Linked DNA regions of Mus musculus: region 1 is linked to region 2. Evidence: chromatin contacts called from public Hi-C data. All regions are on one chromosome and are shown on one strand. The core of a region is the stretch at or near the end of the contact, and the rest is flanking DNA. Distances in the headings are between cores, read along the strand shown.

What was found. A called contact is a pair of places that touch in the nucleus more often than the background predicts.
Region 1: a Hi-C map of cerebellum shows a contact between it and region 2, with 2.2 times the contacts expected there. The contact joins two enhancer-like sites. A contact is called at or near these places in 1 of 15 datasets of contacts at CTCF or cohesin (large pre-B cells) and 1 of 484 Hi-C or Micro-C datasets (cerebellum).

The regions. Positions count from the first base shown.
Region 1 is chr12:109,973,012-109,977,419 of GRCm38.p6, forward strand. No RefSeq gene overlaps it. Among named protein-coding and RNA genes, the nearest start is that of Gm34667, 49 kb to the right of the region's middle. Within about 2 kb of position 2,785, at least 17 of the 459 cell types and tissues checked have an H3K27ac peak or open chromatin away from gene starts, as enhancers often do. A contact at or near this core is called in cerebellum, where this site is marked.
Region 2 is chr12:109,021,148-109,026,202 of GRCm38.p6, forward strand. It overlaps Wdr25 (WD repeat domain 25), which reads left to right. Exons shown (of 7, transcript NM_177602.3): 5 at 3,816-3,986. Among named protein-coding and RNA genes, the nearest start is that of Gm52002, 22 kb to the right of the region's middle. Within about 2 kb of position 1,379, at least 10 of the 459 cell types and tissues checked have an H3K27ac peak or open chromatin away from gene starts, as enhancers often do. A contact at or near this core is called in cerebellum, where this site is marked.

The sequences.
Region 1 (4,408 bases), core at 1,535-4,034, 950 kb after region 2:
TGGATCAGAGCTGCCCAGCCCCAGCCATGGAATGGAGATGGTTGCTCATACAGAGACCCCATACTCGTGGTTCCAGAGACCTGTGGTAGCTGGATGGAGGGTAGGTGCTCGGGATTGATTTAGGGCCCTTGACATTCACTGGTTACAATTTGGCCTCGTCTTCTCCCTGCAGAGCACAGCTGTGTGCCAGGCATGGGCTACAGCCAGTCAAAATTTCCTGAGTACTTACAGTGTGCATCTACTCTAGACTAGGCGCTGGAGGGACCCCGTGACCCATGCAGTCCTCATAAGTGTGGCCAGGTGGGCAAGGGCTTGCCCAGGATACCGTGGGGGTACTTGAGGTTCAACATCCAGCCTGGGGCCTGAGAAAACTGCAGAGGGCCAATTTTACAGAAAGTCTCAAAGTACAACCCTGGGAATTGGGGAGGGTGTGTCAGAGGAAGGGCTCCCGGGAATTTCTGGTATACAGCAGTGAAGGCAGGATTCAGGGGCGACGCCACCCTACTTTCCCCAGGCTGTAGTTCCTTGGGGAGACAATGCTCCAGGAACCAGATGACTCCGGTGCAAACCTTGGCTCTCAGGTATCCAGAAGGGTGTGGCACCAGAGAACAGAACCACCTTAGAACTATCTGGAAGGTTCTGGAGCTCTACAGCAAGTTTCTCATGGGGGAAGGTAGACGCATGGGAGTCACAGGCCCGACTGGGTTTGAGCAAGAAAGCCCCAGTACACAAATGCTACTGACATCTGCTGACAGGCTCTGCCACTAGAGAGATGCAGAGAGGCAGGGCAAAGTCCGATGACATGGCCTAGTTACAGGTGGCTGAGTGTAGGTAGCAAGGAGACTGTGGACAGCCCCTCAGGAGGGGCCCAGGGACTTTGACAATGCAGGAGGGAAAGAGGGAAGGATGCAGAGCCAGGTCTTCACAGCGAGGTGCTGATGAGGTCCCAATCTACTATGCCTTGGGTGCTGTCCTGTGGAGAAGTCCCACTGGGAAGGGAGGGGGGGACCAGATAGGCATTTGGAAGGAGCAGTTGACTATTTCTGACTCCTCATTTGTCCCTTCTGACTGTCCACTCAGTCCTCATTTTCGGCCTATGTCAGGGTCAGAGGCAAAATAACCACCCTGACCATGCCATTTGGGACACGCAAGATGCAGTCCGAAGACACCTGAAGCAAGACCTACACTTTGTGTTCTAATAGCCTAAGCCCTGGCAAGGGCCACATGTCACCTAGAGGCAACCCAGCTTGAGATCTGGGCCTATGGGAAGCCCAGGGTTATATGTGGCACCTCCCCTGCCTCACCACCCAGGCAGTGAGACGACCCCAGCAGGAGGGGGAAAGCAAGGCTGAGGAGGGCTCAATTGGGGGGAGGGAGGGTGACGGGGAGGGAGGGTGGTGGGGAGGGGTTGGTTTCAGAATCTAGGGAGGTCGTGAAAAACCCACACCCTGTCCTGTGTTAAGATGGCCTGGCCTGCCAGTTCAGCTCCAAATGTCATCCACATGGTCACTTGCAAACAGCTCTACAAAGCAGCCTCCCAGCTCCCATCATGCCCTGTTCTTCTGTGCACATAGACCCAGCCTGACGAGAGTCAGCTTAGTCCACCAGGAGGTGCAGATGTATGCTCTGAGTCCGGGACTGTGGGAAAGGCTTCATCAGAAACGTTTGCTAGGTGCCACAAGGGAGATGGGAGCCTTCAGAGCAGATGAAAGGAGAGAGCTGTCTCTTTGTTGTCTTATTGGTCTCTCTGTGGAGAGACACCCTTGCTGTGCTAACAGGCAGCTCTCTTGGATAGAGGGGAGGAGGTCTGGGAGCCGTAGTACCTGTGCTTGCCCCAACTCTTCTGTAATCACACACACACACACACACACACACACACACACACACACACACACACAAGGCAGAGTCCCTTTCTCTGGCCCTTTCTCTTAAGTTTCTCCTTCTGAACAAAGCTAGGGATACAATCTCTTTGGGACCCCCTCCATCCCCACATTAATCACTTTGGTTTCCGGAAATCGTGAGGATGGAGCATAAAGGAGTATCTGTGTCTAGCTCCTGCCCCTGAGGTCACTGCCCAGCCACTTTCCACAGCCTCAGCAGCATCCCTTCTATCTTAGTGGCCTCTGTGAGCCTCCAGGGGACCCTCTGAAGAGTAGCAGGCAGAGCTGAGGACATGACCCCCACCTGGAAGACAGCGTTCTATCCTACAGAATGCTGCCAGGAGGTATGTGGGCAGAGCGGTAGCGGGATGTGTACTGAGGCCTCCCCACACTGTTTCCCGTGTACCTGCCTACGTGACCAGAACCTCTCAGAGGCTGCTCTCTGTGTGAGCCCATCCTGCGATCGACCAGGCTCCACAGAAGGGAAAGCAGGCTTTCCAGTGCCTGCTGGCTGCCCAGGTGGCTGAGAGCCCATCTTCAGAGCCTCTGGTGGATCTCACTTCAAATCTGGGAGCTCAGACCTAAGTGAAAACCCCAAGCATGGAACAAAGCTGCTACTTAAGAGTGGATGTCCTTGGGTTCCTGGAGGTCAAACCTTGACTTGATCCAGACTGGAGAAAGGCCCTATTATCCCAGAGCCTTGTTATCTGGGAAAGTCCCAAGGTGTCGAGGTGGGAGAGGTCAGCTAGTGGCATCCATACCAGCTCCCTTTGGCTCATGGTCTCATGAGCCAGGTTTTCCGGGATGTGTGACCAGCAGGAGACCGCCTCCAGACAGCTCCGATTGTCCACGCCGCATGGCAGCGTATTGTGCAACGGCCCACTGAGTTATCTCTCCTGGGTGCCAGGAAACAATTGTCCCATCTGGCTTGCCATCTGGGCCCAGAGTCCATGCCAGCTGGGCACTCAGTCCTGAGCCGTCTTCCTCTGGATGTCCAGTATCACAGAGCATAGAAGTCCTGTCCGCCCACATTTCTATGCCCCACAGTAGGCTGCCCATCCCATGAACATTAACCTCTCACCCCAGCTTTATGCCTCTGACACTAAGGAGTCCCCCCCCCCCCAAGCTTCTGGAGCTGGGCACAAGGCAGCCCCAGACTCGGGGAGATTTCTGAGGCTCTCAGAGCCAGCCTGAAAGCCCCCAGGCCTAGGGAAGCGCGTACCTAGCAGTGATGACCTTAAGCCACTCAGCTACCTCTTGTACTTTCTTATTCCATACTTTCTTTGGGTAAGTCCTGGTCCTTGCAAGTACTGCTCTCTTTCAGTCTTGGGTGTGGGTGTGCTGCAGGAGAGAATAGCAGAGAGAGGAAGCCAACACAGGCCATCAGAGGCCATTGGTGTGCCCAGAGGGTCAAGCTGCCTGTAGAAGGAGCTGCCTGAACCCAGAAAACAGACAAGTTCCTGGAGGAATGGTGGACGTTGATGATTAAAATGGTCTCCCAAGGGCCAGCAGTGTGGGGCTGGGTAAAGACCTGAGTTAGGATCTCCAGCACTCGCATTACATAGCTGGGCACGGCTGTGCAATCCCAGCTTGTGGGGTGGAGATGTAGGTAGAGCCAGAGAGTTCAGTGAGAGACCCAGTCTCAAAGCATTAAAGTGGGCAGTGGTGGAGAAGGACACCTGATGTGTATACCCAGCCACACACACATGCACACACATGCGTGGGCCATCAGTGGTAGGGCAGGGGGTGAGGCCGTGTCAGTGAGGTGTTTATTTTCTAATGCTGCCCTAACAAAGCACCGCAGCCAGGATCTTTAAAATGCAGCGTGGTTGTCCTATTGTTCTCAAGCTGGAAGCCCAAATGAAGGTGTCCATAGGATGGCCCTTTCGAGGTCTCTTCCCTAGCCTATAGCAGTCACCTTGCAATGTGACACATGGCATGGGTGTCCTTCTCATGTTTATGCTGCCCTCTTGTCAGGACCACAGCCGTGCCCACCAGAGCAGCCCCATCTTACCTTACCCACACTCCATACTCAGTCTTGGTCTAAGAAATCAGTAGTTTGAGCGTCAACAAGTCAGCCAAAAACAGGGACTGAAATATTTGTCTACAGAACGTGAAAGGGGACGAGGAGATGGATCACTCAGTAAAGTGCTTGCCGGGCAAGCAAGAGAACCTGAGTTGGACCTCCACAACCCATGTACAACAAACTATGCTTGGAACTCCAGTGTTGGAAAGTTAGAGACAACCTTGCTGTCTATCCAATCTAGATAAAATAATGGCTTCCCATGTTTGAGAGGGAGACCCTAACTTCAAAACACAAGACAGACATCTCCCAAGGAAGGGCACCCACCTCTCTGGCCACCACCTGCATGCCTAGACACGCTCACGCATGCGCGCGCGCACACACATACACATACACACGCACACGCACATGCACACGTACGAGCACAGGGGAACACACAAAGAATTCGAAAATGTAAAAGACTATGGAACATAACATTTATAAAAAAAAAAACTTCCTCCCACTT
Region 2 (5,055 bases), core at 129-2,628:
TCTCCAGCCCCCAGAGAAATAACCAAATAACCCTGGTAACTCCATCTCCCTCATTCTGTCCCCTTCCTCTACTGGTGAAATGTACTGCTTGATTTTTATTTTAAGCTTACATTCCTATTGTGCGCTTATTAAATGGGATCTCAAGCGTCTGCTGCTTTGTGACTAAGGATGACTTTGAACTTAGATCCCCTGGCCTTGACCTCCCAAGTGCGGAGATTTGAACGCGTGTGCACACCCCTCTCCGTCACCCTCTGCTCATTCCCTCTCTACCTCTGCAGCGGGGCTCTGAACATGGGGCCCTGGTGTTGGCTTTAGCAGGACAGGCTCCCTGGTGTTGCAACAGGCATGGCGGTACCCAAGTCCTCTCCGTGCTCTCCGTGGCGTACGCTGGGCTGTTCCCAGTTCTTCACTGTCTTTGACATCATGCTGACATCTTGGTGTCCTGCCCGCCCGTGCAGCTCTATAACCAGTTGTTGGGTGTGGGGTGGGTTGTGGGTTGCAGGGTGCCGCACGTCTGTAGTGTTGCCCTGGGTTGCCCGGCCCCTCCTCTCTGAGTCTGTGCATCTCTGCCAGCAGCTTATAGCATCCAACACCCTGACACCACCCAACAGAGGTGCTGTCAGACTCTGGGAGTTTGCTCATTTAATAGGCAAGGGATGACATTTAAGTTTGCTTAAATTGCTCTTGTTATAAGCAAGGTCGAAGCCATTTCCCTGTCGATGAGCTGCGTCCTCTCGCCATCTTCTGTGGAGCTCAGGCTTTCTCAGAGGCTGTCTTGTCTCAGAGGCTGCTGGTGTTGCAGATGGTAACCTTTGCATCTAATGCCCCTTACAAACGCCTCTCCCACGTGGCTGCCTGTTACTCGTTCGTTACTTATCTGCTCATTTTCTGCCTGTGAGTGAGCTGTGTTAGTTAGTTGCCACTTGGTCAGCCGGACTGGCCTCTCTCTCACTGCTCCTGGCTGTAAAATTGTGTCTGGGAAGTACCCCAAAGCCTGGCCCGTAGAGGAATCCAGTCACGTTGTCTTCTCTGATTTATGTTTTCCTTTGCTTTATTAGTATAAAGTTCTGTTGCTTCTCTAATGTCTACAGACATTTTAATGGTCATTCTCAAAGCTCTGTGACTGACTCGGCCTGAGGGACAAGCCCTACAAGCATGCTCTAGAGCTGGCATGTATAGACTGTCACATTCTCACACTTGAAGAAGCCCATATGCCTGATATCAGGGAAATGGAACAATCTGGGAGTGGAGACCTGGGCCATGGCCAGAACCTCACTGGAACAGCCCATTCGATCCGAGAGAGCCAGAGCCTCAAAGAGGCAAGGCTGTGCCTTGGTCGGCATGAACAGTCCATCGGAGTCCAGGTTGATTATCCACAGGCGGTCTTAATTCTCCAGCTATGACACAAGCTGTCGTCTACCTTCCCCACAGCCAGGCTTTTCCAGTGGGTCTGGGGTTGCCAGTGGAGGCTCTCCTCCTTGGCTCCAGTCCCGAGGTAGGGCGTGCCAGCTGCCCAGGTAATAATCAAGGTTGCCGTAAAACTCCCCAGCCTACAGGGTATGTCTCAGCGGGAAGGAAAGTCTGCCATGCGGTGAGGAGCACTCCGAAGGCTAGCTTCCTGCCCACAGCTGTGCCTCATTGGCAGGGTTCATCTGTAACACGGCCAGTTTCCCAGCCATTTGCTTTTATGGTGCCCTAATGAACTGTGCTATTTGTAGCCATTCTGAGAAGATGTGTGCCTTTTGTTCTGGTAGAGTTTACTTGGAAGGTGCAGGGTATAGGTAGTTCTGACATGCATGGCAGATGGCCCCTAGGTATGCCTTTCTAGGCTGTTGTCCTGAGTTAGAAAATACAGGGAGAGCCCCAGGTGCCTTCATCATCCCCTGGCCTAACCCAAGGAGGCTACAGGGCATGTGCTCTTAAGGCCACACATATCCCAGGGCACACATGGTGACCACTAACTGCTGTCCTCTATGACCTGGCCGGCTCTGCACGGATTCACCAGGGAGAAGGATCCAGGCCACCTGCAGAGATGTGTCTGAGAGGTGAGATGTGGCCAGAGCAGTTTCTTACTCTATAGTCACTGGTGTTCCTAGTTAGCTCTTGATGCCTGGCGACCTGGCCTGCGGTTGATGGAGACAGTTAGAGGGGAAGGGTGAGCGGAGGTATCTTAACATGGCCACACAGTCCCAAAGGGCATGGGAGAAGGGGTCTAAGGGTGGTGGGATTGGACTGTTTAGGGATGAACAGGGGCAGGGAAGACCCTCAGAGCCAGTTTGCTTGCTGACCCCTCTGCCCACCAGAAAGCAGAACTGTGCTTGAACATTGGGTGTTGGGTAAGCTTGTGGGGCAGATATTGGGGGCTGTGACATGTCCTGCCCTCCCCAGGTTCATGCCTAGCGGGGGTATATCTCAGCAGCAGTGTGGGACCTGGATGCCTTGTGGGCCTGTGCCCATGGATCCTGGTCTCGTGGGATGACACACAAGAAAGCAGGCAGCTCTTGTAGCTGGAGACGCTCCTAGAAGCATCTGTGAGGGGAAGACTGTGGCCCTGTCCTGCCTTCATGTCTCTGCAGGGCTGGCCTCTCCTCTTCAGGGCTTGGGGGTGGGTGGGTCTGATGTCACTCCAGTAGAAGCCTACTTGTGAAGAGGCCAAATCATTTGTTGCCCACGTTTGCCCCTAGTAACTTACAGAGGCAGGGACTGTCCAGCAGACACCCCAGTTGTGAGCCCCAAGGGAAGCAGCTGGGATGGGTGAGGCTTGGCCTCACCTCATTTGCTAGCCAGCGGAACGGATGACCCCAGATCTGTGTGTCTGCTGTAGCCACATGGTGGCGCCGAGAGAGCTGATAACCCTGTGACCAGTGCCTGTGGGCTGCCTGGGCTTCCCTTCCAGGCAGCAGGGGCTGGGTGGGCATCTCAGCCCTGCATTTGTCATCATGCCCTGCCCTGCCATGTGAGAGCTCATTCAGTGGAGGTGCCCTGAGTCCTTGTGCTGGACCCCGCTCGCTCGCTCGCTCCTACCAAACCCAGCATGTCAGAGCAGGACTCGTGGAAGACAGTGCAGGGCATGGTTCCCCTCGTTTAGGAGAGGAGGCTGGGAGATACCAGGGATGATCCCTAGAAAATAAAGCACATCTTTAAAAGTCAAATGCATTCTGCTGGGTGGTTGTGGCACGGGTCTTTAATACTGGTACTTGGGAGGCAGAGGCAGGTGGATCTCTGTGAGTTCAAGGCCAGCCTGGTCTCGAGAGCAAGTTCTAGGAAATAAAAATCAAAACCAATGTAAGCTGTGTTCTGAGACTTGAGTCCTAAGAACGCTTGTTCCCTGTGTCACAGCTACTCGTCCAGGGACAGTAGTCCAGGTTTTGTAGCTGTGAGTTACGTGACACATTCAGGCCCTCTCAGAGGAATGATACCATCGTTGCTGGATGGCACTATTTATTAGGTACTGAGGACGAGGTGGGAGCCCCCGTCCCTAATGTGAGTTCACTGTATATTGCTGCTGTTGAGGGATCCTGTCAGCCCAGGAAACAACTGCTGCTCATTGTACCACATACTGACAGAGACGGTGGACATAACCAGCAGGTCAGCTTGCATCTGACAGGTCATTGGTTCCCAAGAGCAAACAGCTATGGCCTGGTGAGGCTGGAAAGTCACAGGGAACCATCTATGCTGGGGCTGTGTGGAGTGTGTATAGCCCAGAATAGGTTCACTGGCCCTGCCCATCCTGAGTACTACCTAACACTCCTTGGCTTTCCCTGGGTGAGCACCTTCCCCACGCCCACCATGGTGACTAGTGTCTACTCTTACAGGTGGTGAAAGGCTACAAGGCCACCATCCAGCAGACCCTGGACATTCTCTTCCTCCAGGAGGGCTCCGAGTTTCTTAGCAGTACGGACGCATCCACCCGGGACTCTGCTGACCGAACCATTATCGCCTGGGATTTCCGGACCGCTGCCAAGATCTCCAACCAGATCTTCCATGTGAGAAACTTTGGATTGAATTGTTCTGCATGTCAGCCATAGGGGGTTTCCTGCAGCCCTGGGGTGGGGTCCTGGCTCCTTTCTGTCTGGGGCAGAGGGAGATCATTTATTTGAAGTATCTAGGACAGGGGTAGTCATAGGTCAGGTCTAGGGCTGCTGCACACAGTGGCAGCCTCTGATGACTGCCCTTTCTGGTCCAGCCGCCCATGACTTTGATAATAGCACCTCATGGAGTACTAAGAAGGAGAGAAGAGAGAATGCTTATAAAGATGGAGCACAGTGTCGGGCACAGAGTCCTCCCTGATAGTAGAATTGTCATGACCAACCCAGCACCATCATCACTACCAACCTGATCACCACCTCTATCACCAGCATTACCATCACTGCTGCCACCACATCACCATCACCATGGTTACCACATCACCATATCACCATCACCATGGTCACCACCTCCATATCACTAACCATCACTGTTGTCACCTCCACCATATCATGATCACCATTGTTACCACCTCCACCAGATCACCATCATCATGGTCACTACCTCCTACCACATCACCATCACCATGGTCACCACCTCCACCATATCACCATCACCATGGTCACCACTACCACATCACTCACCATCACTGTGGTCACCTCCACCATATCATGATCACCATTGTTACCACCTCTACCATATCACCATCACCATGGTCACTACCTCCACATCACCATCACTATGATCACCACCTCCACCACATCATCAGCATGTGATCACCTCCACCATATCACCATCACCATGGTCACCTCCACCATATCACCATCACCGTGCTCACTACCACTAACTCCACCATCATCTCCATGACAACCATGATAGTAGTTACCACTGCCATCACTGTGCTCACTATCACTGCCTTTTGGTTATGTTCTGTATATGTGACACACACATGTACACACACACACACACACACACACACACTCATGCACACACACACACACACACACACACACATACACATACACACACACACTCATGCACACACACACACACACACACACACACACACACACACACAGCACCCTGGTT